2 separate regions of the Mus musculus genome follow, and region 1 is linked to region 2. Evidence: chromatin contacts called from public HiChIP or PLAC-seq data. All regions are on one chromosome and are shown on one strand. The core of a region is the stretch at or near the end of the contact, and the rest is flanking DNA. Distances in the headings are between cores, read along the strand shown. Region 1 has its middle 34 kb from the start of 2210417A02Rik. Region 2 overlaps Mtus2 (microtubule associated tumor suppressor candidate 2).

Evidence for each region. HiChIP or PLAC-seq counts read pairs in DNA pulled down with a chosen protein or histone mark.
Region 1: a contact with region 2 is called in an H3K27ac HiChIP or PLAC-seq map of CD8 T cells, with 12 times the contacts expected there. The contact joins two enhancer-like sites. A contact is called at or near these places in 4 of 115 datasets of contacts at active chromatin or transcription factors (CD8 T cells, bone marrow-derived macrophages and embryonic stem cells) and 1 of 9 other capture datasets (embryonic stem cells).

Annotation. Positions count from the first base shown.
Region 1 is chr5:148,704,543-148,710,624 of GRCm38.p6, forward strand. No RefSeq gene overlaps it. Among named protein-coding and RNA genes, the nearest start is that of 2210417A02Rik, 34 kb to the right of the region's middle. Within about 2 kb of position 3,734, at least 163 of the 459 cell types and tissues checked have an H3K27ac peak or open chromatin away from gene starts, as enhancers often do. A contact at or near this core is called in CD8 T cells, where this site is marked.
Region 2 is chr5:148,297,994-148,303,393 of GRCm38.p6, forward strand. It overlaps Mtus2 (microtubule associated tumor suppressor candidate 2), which reads left to right. Exons shown (of 15, transcript NM_001359503.1): 11 at 259-332; 12 at 3,405-3,503. Among named protein-coding and RNA genes, the nearest start is that of Slc7a1, 99 kb to the right of the region's middle. Within about 2 kb of position 2,603, at least 6 of the 459 cell types and tissues checked have an H3K27ac peak or open chromatin away from gene starts, as enhancers often do. A contact at or near this core is called in CD8 T cells, where this site is marked.

The DNA.
Region 1 (6,082 bases), core at 2,484-4,983, 410 kb after region 2:
TTAAATCCCACTTCTGTCTTCCAACATATTGCCCGTTTCTCTCCCTTCTGTGTCACTGGCAAGCTGGTGGAATGTCTCCCTTAACCTTAAATTGTTGGTAAAGCCCAGCATGCAAGAACAAGGTAATTACAGGCCATGTCTTATCTCTAAGCGTGAGTCTCCGAATTCTAGCCGACAAGCTGCATCACACCAATGTCCTCCCACTGAGACTAAATTTTTCTTCCTCTGTTTTTTCTTCTTCTCGGGATGGAGATCATGAGATCACTGTAAACGGCTTCCTAAAACCCTGTTATCTTTGTCTGGGCTGATCCCTTAATTTCAGAGTGGTTAAGTCATGGGGTTGGAAGCACACAGTAGACAGCCCTTAACACTTCAGTCCTCCACCGAGGATGGGCACAGTCTCCTCACAGTCATAATTTGAGTCCCTAGGGTGGCCGATGACATTGCCTTGGCTGGAAATCTAAGTCCATGTGACAAGGTTTCAGCCACTCCAAGAGAGAACCCTGCTGGCTCCTACTGGTTGCTGTCTGCTTTTGCTCCAAATCCGTTGAATAACCCTTTTCTTGAATGTCCAGGGTGAGATCTCTGGAGCAGATGTATTACCTTCTAGAACACAAAGATAACCCACGTGTGGTACTGGAAATGCAATGGGCTACTCTCTGGAAAAAGTCTATTAAAAACTGTGAAAGACTGAAAATAGAATGATGTTCTTTAAGGAATGGTAAAGATTTTTGGCGAAAGAAATTCTTTCAATTTCATACAGAGAGGGGTGTTGTGGGGGGAGGGGGAGAGGGGTCCTGGAAAAGGTTTTTCAGTTGCAAGTGACTTGCTTTGTTGGACAGGTCCAGGGCCCATCAGAACAGCTGCATCTGAACAGCTGGATCTGGAGTCTCTGGAAGAGTGAGAAATTTCTTCCCATCTCTCCAGTGGGCCTGACAGCTAACTCTTTCCTCAAGACAGCTTCCCAGAGCTGACTTTAATCCATAATTCCAAAAACATCTGATTAGAGGAGATGAGGTTTCCACTAGACTATTAAATAGAATTGCCAGAGTCAGCAAAACAAAATTGAAAAGTCTGCTTGGTCTACTGGTCACCGATAAAATGCAAGACAGAAACAAGGGGGGCGGGGGGTGTTATTTCGACCTGCTTCTTCAGAGGAGTCAAGTGTGCTGGAGCAGGCAGAGCCGTGTGGTAGCAGGGGTCTGTGGCAGAACACAGCATACGTTGCAGAAGGCCAGGAAGCACAGAGAGAGTTGACAGCCAGAGATAATATTCCACCTAGACTCGCTCCCCAGGGACTTAGCTCCTCCAGCCAGGTCCCACCTCTCAGGTTTTCACCGTCATCCAAAACAGCACGCCACGGATCCAGAACCAAGGGTTCAGATGCGTCCAAACCATAACAATGTCACATTAACCTTGAAATTCCTGAGTATTATAAAGATTATTTTTATAATATCGAATAAAAATATTTTTGAATTTCACAATGAACAACAAATAATTTCTTAGCAGTGTCTCATGAAATATCTGGCATGTAGAAGGAACGATTTGTTTGCCTGAATTCAAATTTTTAATTGGGCTTTTAGAAGTAGCCTGCATCAGGCTGTAGAGATAGCTTAGTGGTTAAGAGCGCTGACTGTTTTTCCAGAGGTCCTGAGTTCAATTCTCAGCAACCACATGGGAGCTCACAACCATCCGTAATGGGATCTGAAGCCCTCTTCTGGAGTGTCTGAAGATAGCTACAGTGCACTCACATACATAAAATAAATAAATAAATCTTTAAAAAATAAAATAGCCTGCATCTTACCTGGCAAACTCTATCTCTATATCAATCCAGGTGGCCCGGTGGCCAGGCAGACAGAACTCTTATCTGGCCTGAGTCACTTAGCCATAGCCTAGATCCAAGGGGTGAGGTCAGACTGACCTGACTCCAGGGACTGGGTGTTAGGAGGGGTAAAGCTCCAGGCAGCCTCAATCCTGTGCTACTTAACCTGAGAAGACAGCTCACTGCTGGGCCAGCCTGAGTGTCCAGGCGAATTATCCCATGTGGTCAAGAGACAGTAAACACCAGATGCTGGTAGATCTCGGGGTGGAGTTTAATGCCGGTCGATCATTTACAGTAAACTGCTTTTAATAAGTAGACACACACTCTGAAAGAATGGAAGGAAAGCATGGAAGATGCATAAACTAGCAGTCTAGCTATTTACCAGCGCTGTCAATATTGTGTACTGGACATAATTATATGTCCTAGGCTCAGATACATCTGGCAGTGTAGCCGGCGGGTGGATGCCAGCAACCCATTAACACACACCGTCTTGTGACCTTATGATGTCTGTGGCATCACACCAGGAATTTCCCAGAATCCCTTAAACCTTATAGGATGGAGATCACACGGATCATCAGCTGTTGACGGAAACATCAGATATGCTGTGAGTCTGCCCTAGACAGTCAGGCTGCTGTGGAGACTAAACATAAACCCAGACAGCAAGAAGGCCGAGGTGAAAGAGAACGGCATTCTTGTAAACGTGTCCTGCTTCCCCGACACCCCCTGAACACAGAGTCTTTCCGTCTGCTTCTTCTGGATCCCATGTGCATTATCAGCCTGTGGGCTCCTGTCTCCTCCACAATCCCGTTGCAAGGCACAGGGCGAATCTTAGTGTCAATGACCGAATAGCGGAATGAAGGACACACAACCCGTTCATTCCTCTGCAGCAAAATTTAATTATTCCTAGGATACAGGCTTCTTCTGACAAGACCCTCAGAGCATCTGTGTACCATGATGATGTTCTGGTGGCAGCAGGGCAACAGCAGGAGCTGCCCCTGGCTTTCTCGCAGCGTCTTCGGAAAACACGCCATTAAAGCTGATGCTATGTGTGGGCAAGAGAAACGAGCGAGCGTCAATACCCCGATTTAGGATCTCTGTATAAGGAAGCTGGATCCTCAAAGGCAGAGCCACTCTGTCAAGAGCACAGATAGAGTAGATGGAAGCTGGCTGGCTGGGGTCCCTGTGTGGAACTGGCTCCACCACTTCCTAAGAACTGCGAGGTTTAGCTGAGCTCAGCGGATCTCTAGGAAAAGTTGAAGTGTGTGGACAGCTTTTATCTCTTGTGAAGTAAAAAATTTTAAAGTGTGTGTGTGCACGCTCACACACGTATGACCACAGAGGCCAGGAGAGGGTGTTGGATCCCTTGTAGGGGGGATCACAGATGGTTGGTTGTGAGTTATCTAATACAAGTACTGGGAACTGAACTCAGACCCTCTGTGAGAGCAGTGAGTGCTCTTAACTGCTGAGCCATCTCTCTGGACCCCAGTAATGTTTTCTTAAGGTAGAGGATCTGGCAAAGGGGGTGGGGTGGGGTGGGGTGGTTCCTAGCCTCCCTGCCATCCCAGGAGTCCCAGGGACTGATGGGAGTAATGGAGGTGGGTGTCTGGAAAGGGGGGCTATGGGGGTAGGGTGGGGGGTGGGCTATCTTTGCAGTCAGCATAGGGTCCTCACTAGCGCTACTCAGAGGGCTGCACCAGGGAGACAGCTGTCAGACCACTCACCCAGCACTGTGGGCTGGTTATGGTAATTTTTCTGACAAATCACAGAGGAGAGCTCAGAAGGGAAGAGCTCTTGTTCCAAGTCACCGAACAGTCTCACATATGCTCAAAAGCCTTCTCTGTACAAATAAAGGAAGTGCCACTAACTCCACTTTCCAGAGGAAAGTGACTCATTAATTGCTTACCCAGAGTCACTGGCAGAGCTGAGATTGAAAGCTCGGATGAAGGTCTGATGCCAAAGCCCTGAGTGGGGCCCTGGTGTAACACGGGGATGGTGAGGAGGGAGCTAGGTGGGACTGACAGCTAGTGTGGGGCCCTGGGTACCAGCCAGGAATGTGGAATTACACTAAAGACTCCCTTCGGGGCACAGCAAATGACTTTTTTTCCCCTCAAGGCCAGCAGTGAAGAACAACTGATTACAGACTGAGCTACAAGCCTCAGCCCCTGACTGAGGCTGTCACAGCAAGGAAGGAGCCATGCTGGAGGGTCGTGTGCAGAGATCCCTACAGAGTGCCACGGAATTAATTGTGCATCTTTAATGGAGTGCATCTTTAGCTGACCTAGGGCCCGATTCTTGCCCTTAAAGAGTAAATAAAGTCCTTAAAACTAGCAAAAGGTGATGTGAGGTCCAGTATGTAAAAGGCACGTCGCTCTTGACGCTTCGTCCTTTAACAAGATACCCTGGATGTTTTTTGGATGGCCCTCAAAGACTTTAAGGGGTTACCACATCCAGATAAGAGGGACTGTGGTGCTAAAAATATAGAAAGGGCTTGTGGAGGAAGATCTGGGAACTTTAATGGAAAAGCCTGCCGCTCTTAAGTAAAAATAAGGGGACCAGAGAGAGGACTGAGAAGCCCCAGCCCCAAGCCCAGCTTTGTCTCCTGCCCCCAGTGAGTGAATTGACTCTCTTTAAACCCTAAAAGCAAGTGGCTCCAGTAGATGGAATCCCAGGAGCACCCAATCCGAGGTGCAGAGGAGAAGCAGGGCGGGGCAGAGATACCTGGGGTGGGGGAGGGGTCTCTGCAGGTGCCACCACAGGAAGCACTCTCCTCTGTCACCCGTCCTGATGTGGCATGATTGGTTTTTAAAGCCTTTTAAACCCTATTTTTACACCGAGCACATTTCTCTTCTCTTTCAAAGGAACAAAGGGATCACACAGCCCACATGCCCTTCAAACTGGCAGCTGGGGAGGAAAGGCAGGGTGCAGATCTGCAGCCACAGAGAGCTGGTTCCCCCACGTCCGCCTCCTGCATCCGACAGAAGGGCAGCCAGCAGATGCAGGCTCCGTGGAGCCACCCATCCCGAAGGTTTCCAGTGCCCTGGCAACCAATTATTACAGTGGCATTCAGTAGTTTAGGGAAGGTTAAACCCCTGTCTTTCTCCCAGATACTTAGATGACCCTGGTCAGAAAGTCCGGTGTCCTTCCATGTGACCAGGGTGAACCCACTGTGACATGCTTTACCTGCTGTACGCACACACAAGTACTCGAAGGGTTTTATTACATTGGCATCTGCATTGCTTAAGGAAAACAATCTCCTTTCACTTTCTGGGTTTCTCTTAAAATGGAAAATATTAGCACTATTACTCACACAGTTATTTTAAAAATGGAAGGACAGATGATTCATCTCCAACTCCAGAGATAGAGAGTAAGTATTGGGGTGACTTCTCTGAGCCTTTGAGTTTTGGTCTCATTAGGAGAGACACCTGGCCAGCATGCATGGCGTCTCCCAGGCCTCTTCCAATCTCATCGAGTTCTAAGAATCCCAGGTCTCCCCACCCCTCAGTCCTGAACCCCTACCGATCCCATCTGGATCTCGAGTGTGCTTAGCTAAGACCTTACAGTGGGTTGCTAAGTGCTTGTATTATGCCCTCTGAAAAGTCAGAGCAGGAAGCAAAGTTGCAAGGGAAAAAAATCCATACTCGTGATAAAGATTCTGCAAGGAGATTGGCTGATTAGAACTTCCCAGTGGTTCAGAGTAGAAATGTTATAGATTCAGAGTCCAAGTTATCTTACACCGAAAACTCCTCTTCATAGCTGTTCTCTGTGTCCAACCTGACACCGTGTGACCCTCAGGCGCAGGTTTTTAGATTGCATTATTTAGGTCTTTGTCAACTTGACACTATCAGGCTGGCCTGTAGGAAAGTCTGGGGACATTTGCTTAGCCATTGATGTGGAAGGGTCTAGCCTACTGCAGCCCTGAGACAGGTGGTCCTGGGCAATATAAAAAAGTTAGCTGAGAAATCAGTTCAAGGGAAGCCAGGCAGTAAGCAGCGCTCCTCGGTGGCCTCTGCTTCAGTCCCTGCCTCCAGGTTCCTGCCAGAATTCTTGCCCTGACTTCCCTCAGGGATGGACGATGAGCTGTGAGCTGAAATAAACTCTCACAGGTTGCTTTGGATGCCAATGGAAAGTGAATTAAGACAAGATCTTTGCTTCCACAAATCCAAAGTGAAGAATGTCATGGGACCACATCAGACATCCATAGCAGGTTTCTTTCCTTTTGTTCTAACCCACCTACCTGATGTTCCCATGAATAGATCTGGG
Region 2 (5,400 bases), core at 1,353-3,852:
TTGGGCCGGATACATTCTCTCCCTCCTTTCTTTCTTTCTCTCCTTATTGCTCTGTCTCCTGATCACCTCATTCTTTCTCTCAGAAGTCAAGTCCAATCATCACAGTCAATTTCACATGAGCAGAGGAACCCTGGAGTCTGCTGTAGCCGTCCATCATTACCGGAAGTCACGTGGCCTTCTCTGGACCAAACAGCATTGTTTTTTGCTTTTCAAAAGAAAGGCCCACTTAGCGATTTGACATCATCTTTTTCTTCCCAGAACTGATGTCTACTCATGAATTTGAGAAGAAGGAGTTGGAAGAAAACTTTGAAAAGCTGCGGCTGACATTACAGGTCAGTCAGTGTCCCCCAACATCCTTAGCCGGTGTCAGGATAGCCACAGCATCATGCTCACTTGCAGACATTTACCTGACCCTTGCCGTGTACTGGAACATGGAGACAAAGAAGACATGGTTCTCTCTTCACAGAGCTGTGGGGAAAGTGTAATAGCTCTGAGAAGTCACTGCGCCTCATGACTAATGCATCAGAGAACATTAAGTTAGTAGGCCATTTGCTGTGTCAGAGGTACCTGGAGAGAGGGGTTGGGATGGGAGGAGAACATTCTAGAAAACAATGAGGTTATGAAGGCTGGAATTGGTAGACCACCCTTGGAGGTTTTTATCTGCCTGTTTTGTTTTCTTAGGACAGGGTTTTTCTGTGTAGCCTTGATTGTCCTAGAACTCAGTCTGTTGACCAAGCTGGCCTTGAACTCAGAGATCCACCTGCCTCTGCCTCCCAAGTGCTGGAATTAAGGGGAATTCGCCACCACTGCCTGGCTCACCTTGGCTTAGGTTACCTGGAGGCGGGTAGGATGAAAAATCACCCTTTCTGCCTCTCACCTGGGGAAGATGTTGGTCTTAGATGTAAGCCAAGCTGCCTGGCTTCCTCCTGGTCTTAAAGGACTGTGGCATCTCCCAGGCACATTATCTCCTTCCTGCCTTCTGAGACTTGCCAGTTGCCTTTAAAGAGCCAGAAGCCGCCCTAGTGCTAGAGGGAGCCGCCTGGGAATGAACACACAGAGATATGACAGCCTAGCCATGACCCCAGCTGGAGTGATTCTGACTAGAGAAGACAGGGGTTTTTAAATGTCATGATCACCCTTGTCTGGAAATTGGGACGACTGTTCCCATGACTATAACAGAAATCTTGCTTTTTTTTTTTTGATGACATCTCTGTTATAATGAGCCCACCCCAAAAGGAAGCCAGGGTCACAGGGAGAACACTACAGAAAACTTAGAATCTGGGGTGCAACACAACAGCATGGTGCTTGTCTTTCATGTCACAGAGTCCTCTCTGCTCCATCAGCCAAAAGCCATACAATTCTGTATGCTGTAACTCTCACCCAGCAGGAACTTTTTGAGTTTGGCATTGGTGTGTTAGAGGGCAGAGTCGCCAGAGCCAACTTCCTAGTGCCCCTAGGCAGCTAAGGGAATTACTAGTTTGGGCAGTTAGAGGTTCAAATCCCCACCCTACCAGTTCTTGCTAGCTTTGAGATCTAGGGTAACGATGCAGACTCTGCCAACCTCAGTTATTCACCTGTAAAATGGGGACATGAGCAGATGAAGGAAAGTGAGGTCTGGGGCTGAATTTAACATCTGGCTTGTAGCAAGAGGCAAGAATGAGGAACAGCTGCAATGAACAGCTCCAGGCAGCGGGACACTTTTTATTAGTGTGCCGTTTGTTGACCTCTGAGAGCCCCAAGAAGGGTCACATCTCTTGCACGACATAAAGTAGCCATCGAGGGTTGAAAACCATTCCGTCCTGACTTGACTGCTGTGAGAGACCTTACATCTCTGCAGATCTGTTCTGAACAGTGAACAAGGCAGAAATATGTTGGTTGGATTGTTTAAATGCTTCCCAGGTTGTGATTGTTGCTGTGGGAGTCGGGTAGCACCAGGTATTTTATAGCCCATTCTGGAAGGTGAGTGAAGTGGTGATGGACATAGCCCAGTGCTGGTCCAGAGGAGCCACTCCAAACTGACACTTTCCACTCCTTCGCTCTGGTGAGCACAAACTCCCACTGACAGCTATGTTGTCCCTGTGTGTCAGTGTTAGCATTTAATGGCAAGTTGAGGACTTTTGTTTCTCAAAAGCAAAAGGCAAGCAGGAGTGATGGCACATGCCTTTAATCCCAGCACTTGGGAGGCAGAGGCAGGCGGATCTCTGAGTTTGAGACCAGCCTGGTCTACAAAGTGAGTTCCAGGACAGCCAGGACTACACAGGAAGTGTGGAAATGGAAGCTCTCTCCTATGAAGGAAGGAAGTAGCCTGATGAGCTGGCTCCTGTGTGAGCACGTTGTGTCCCCTCGTTTGTGAGTCCCAGCTCCTTCCAATCATGGCTTAAGGCCATATCTCTCCTAGAAGAGTTCATGAGAGCCCCTGTGTCTTAATACAGCCGATACGAAGAAGTCATTGGGGTAACCGTGGACTCCTCAGCAAGTGATCTGTAGATGAAGAGGTGCTCTTTAGTCATGGAGAGTGCAAATTCGCTGGCAAGCACACTTCATGTTCTGTGATGACATCGTCACTGTGGTTGGGTTGGGGTCAGGCGTCTCCTTAGCCACAGTCGCTGTGAAGCTGAACAGGAAGGAGTCCTGGGTACCACAGACATGCTGCCATTCCTTTAGCACACACAGACCGCTGCCCCAAGATGGGGCTGCTGGTTGAGTGGGGAGAGTATTAAGCTGAATAAAAATGTGTGGTGCCCCTCATAGGACAGCCCTGAGGTCAGAAGGGTCAGCCATGAGCCTGGGAGGAGAGGATCCGGTGATCCTGGATGGCCTTCTCTCTTGGGGTCCTAGTTTGCTTCTCTGTTGCTGTGATAAAACACTGACCCAAAGCAATTTAGGAAGGAAAGGGTTTATTTGATTGACAGGTTACAGCCCATCATTGAGGGAGGCCAAAGCAGGAACCTGAAGATAGGAACTGATACAGAGAGCAGAGGAGAACTGCTGTACAAGCTAACTCAGCTACCTTTGTTGTTGTTGTTGTTGTTTTGTTTTGTTTTGTTTTTTCGAGACAGGGTTTCTCTGTATAGCCTTGGCTGTCCTGGAACTCACTCTGTAGACCAGGCTGGCCTCGAACTCAGAAATCTGCCTGCCTCTGCCTCCCAAGTGCTGGGATTAAAGGTGTGCGCCACCACTGCCCGGCTTCAGCTACCCCTAGAACTGCCTAGGGATAGTTCTGCCCACAGTGGGCTGATCATACCAACGTTAATCATTAATGGAGAAAATACCACACAGACAATCTGACAGCGTCCCTCTTCCCAACTCGTGACAGGTTGATGAAAACTAGGCTGCTCACCCCCAGCTGCCACTGTATCTTTCCATGTGGCCCCTGGAGGGACATCTCTTGTTGTCACTTGCAGGACCAGGTGGACACGCTAACTTTTCAGAGCCAATCTCTGCGTGACAGAGCTCGGCGCTTTGAGGAAGCTCTAAGGAAAACCACGGAGGAGCAGCTAGAGGTAATCATGGCCTCCCACCCGGGCCACCCAGTGTGTGGGGACATGAGCTGGCTTCCTCTGTAGTTTTGCCCAAGGACGAGGCCTCCACACTGAGCCATTGCTGCTGCAGGGAGGGACCCTAACATCTCTGGGATGTGTGTTCAGTGCCTGACAGCTCCTCTCCCCAAGACAGACCATAGGCTCCCCAAGACCCTGGGTCTCTCCAGCACCTGCCATTTCTTGCCAAATCCCACATTATTCCTTAGGCAGGGGCCTTAGGTACCAATGATGTAACCTCCTCTCCGGCTGGAGACAGTCCATACCCTGCTTTCACAGATGTGCTCTAGGCTGGCAATGGACAGGGCCAGCTAAGATGTGACTTATAAGAAGGTAATTTTTCCCCAATAAAGCTGGAAAACCTCCTACCATCTAACGCAGTGTTGGAGAGAGGTGAACTAAGTTAAGGATGGGCACCATCCATTGAAATACTATACTGTTTTTTATCCTGTGGGGGAGTGGATTGAACCTTGGGCTGCATGTGCGCTAGGCTAGTTCTCCAGCCCCCAGCCAAAGCCCTAACCCTCCTCCCCCCTCCTCTCCTTCCTCCTCCCCCTTCCTTCCTCTTCCCCTCCTCCTCCTCCCCTCCCCTGCCCCTCCTCCTCATTTTCCTCCCTCTCCTCCCCCTCCTCCCCCTCCTCCCCCTCCTCCCCCTCCTCCCCCTCCTCCTTCCCCTCCTCCTCCTCCTCCTCCTCCTCCTCCTCCTCATTTTGAGACAGTCTTGTGAACTTCCCACCCTCCTGCCTCTTTCTCAGTGTTACAAGCCTGCTGCTGCAGCTAGCTTGGGTTGGGTTGGGTTTTCAATGTTGCCTCTCTGAAATTCAAATTAAAATTGATGTCCCACCGTTTTACTTGTTCACGTCCACCAGCCCCCGCTCTGACATGTCATTCTCATAAACGGCTTTTTAAAAAAACAGAACAAGCTGTGCATGTGGTGGTTCACACCTTTAATGCCAGCATTTGGGAGGCCGAGGCAGGCAGATCTCTGAGTTTGAGGCCAGCCTGGTCTACAAAGTGAATACCAGGGCAGCCAAAGTTACACAGAGAAACCCTGTCTCTAAGGGGATAAAGGGAGGGGGCGGGCAGATGGGGCTGAAGAGATGGCTCAGTGGTTAAGAGCACTGGGTGCTCTTCCAGAGGACCTAAATTCAATTCCCTGAGCCCACGTGGCAGCTCACAACCATCTGTAACTCCTTTGCCAGGGGACCTGACGCCCTCATACAGACATACTTGCTGGCAAAATACCAATGTATATTAAAAAAATAAAAATAAATTAAAAAGATAGTTTCTTTTTTAAAAAATTAGGGGATGGTATCTTTGATAGATTGAGCATATTAAATCTTCTTTAACATTTATTATCGTTAGATTCTCTACATGAGCACCATTATTTCCACCCCACACTCTTCCCTGCCAGTTCCTCCATGGCCCCTCTCTCGGCTTCATGACCTCTTCTTTGATCATTATTGTGACAAAAGGACAGACAGACAGACAGACAGACAGTTAGGACCTTCAGAGTCTGTCTAATGCTGTTCATATGCGCATGTGTTTACTAGGGCTGACCACAGGGAATTGGGTAACCAATCCGGGAATGACCGATCCTCCGCCCCTTGGTAGCCATTCATTACCCATAGTTCTTCATCTAGGGGCGGAGCCTTGAGAGACTTCCTCCATCCACTTTGCTTTGTAAAGCGCTTGGCTTGTTTCCTATGCATGAGCTTAAGGACATGGGCGAGACACGTGAGACCCCCCAGCGCCCTGGGGATCCAGTCCTGTGGGAGGAGGGTCAGAGCCTGTGTTATCCCAGGAATCCCCCCTCGGAGGTGCTGGCACCCGCTCCTGCACAGGTGCTATGGCTGTACAT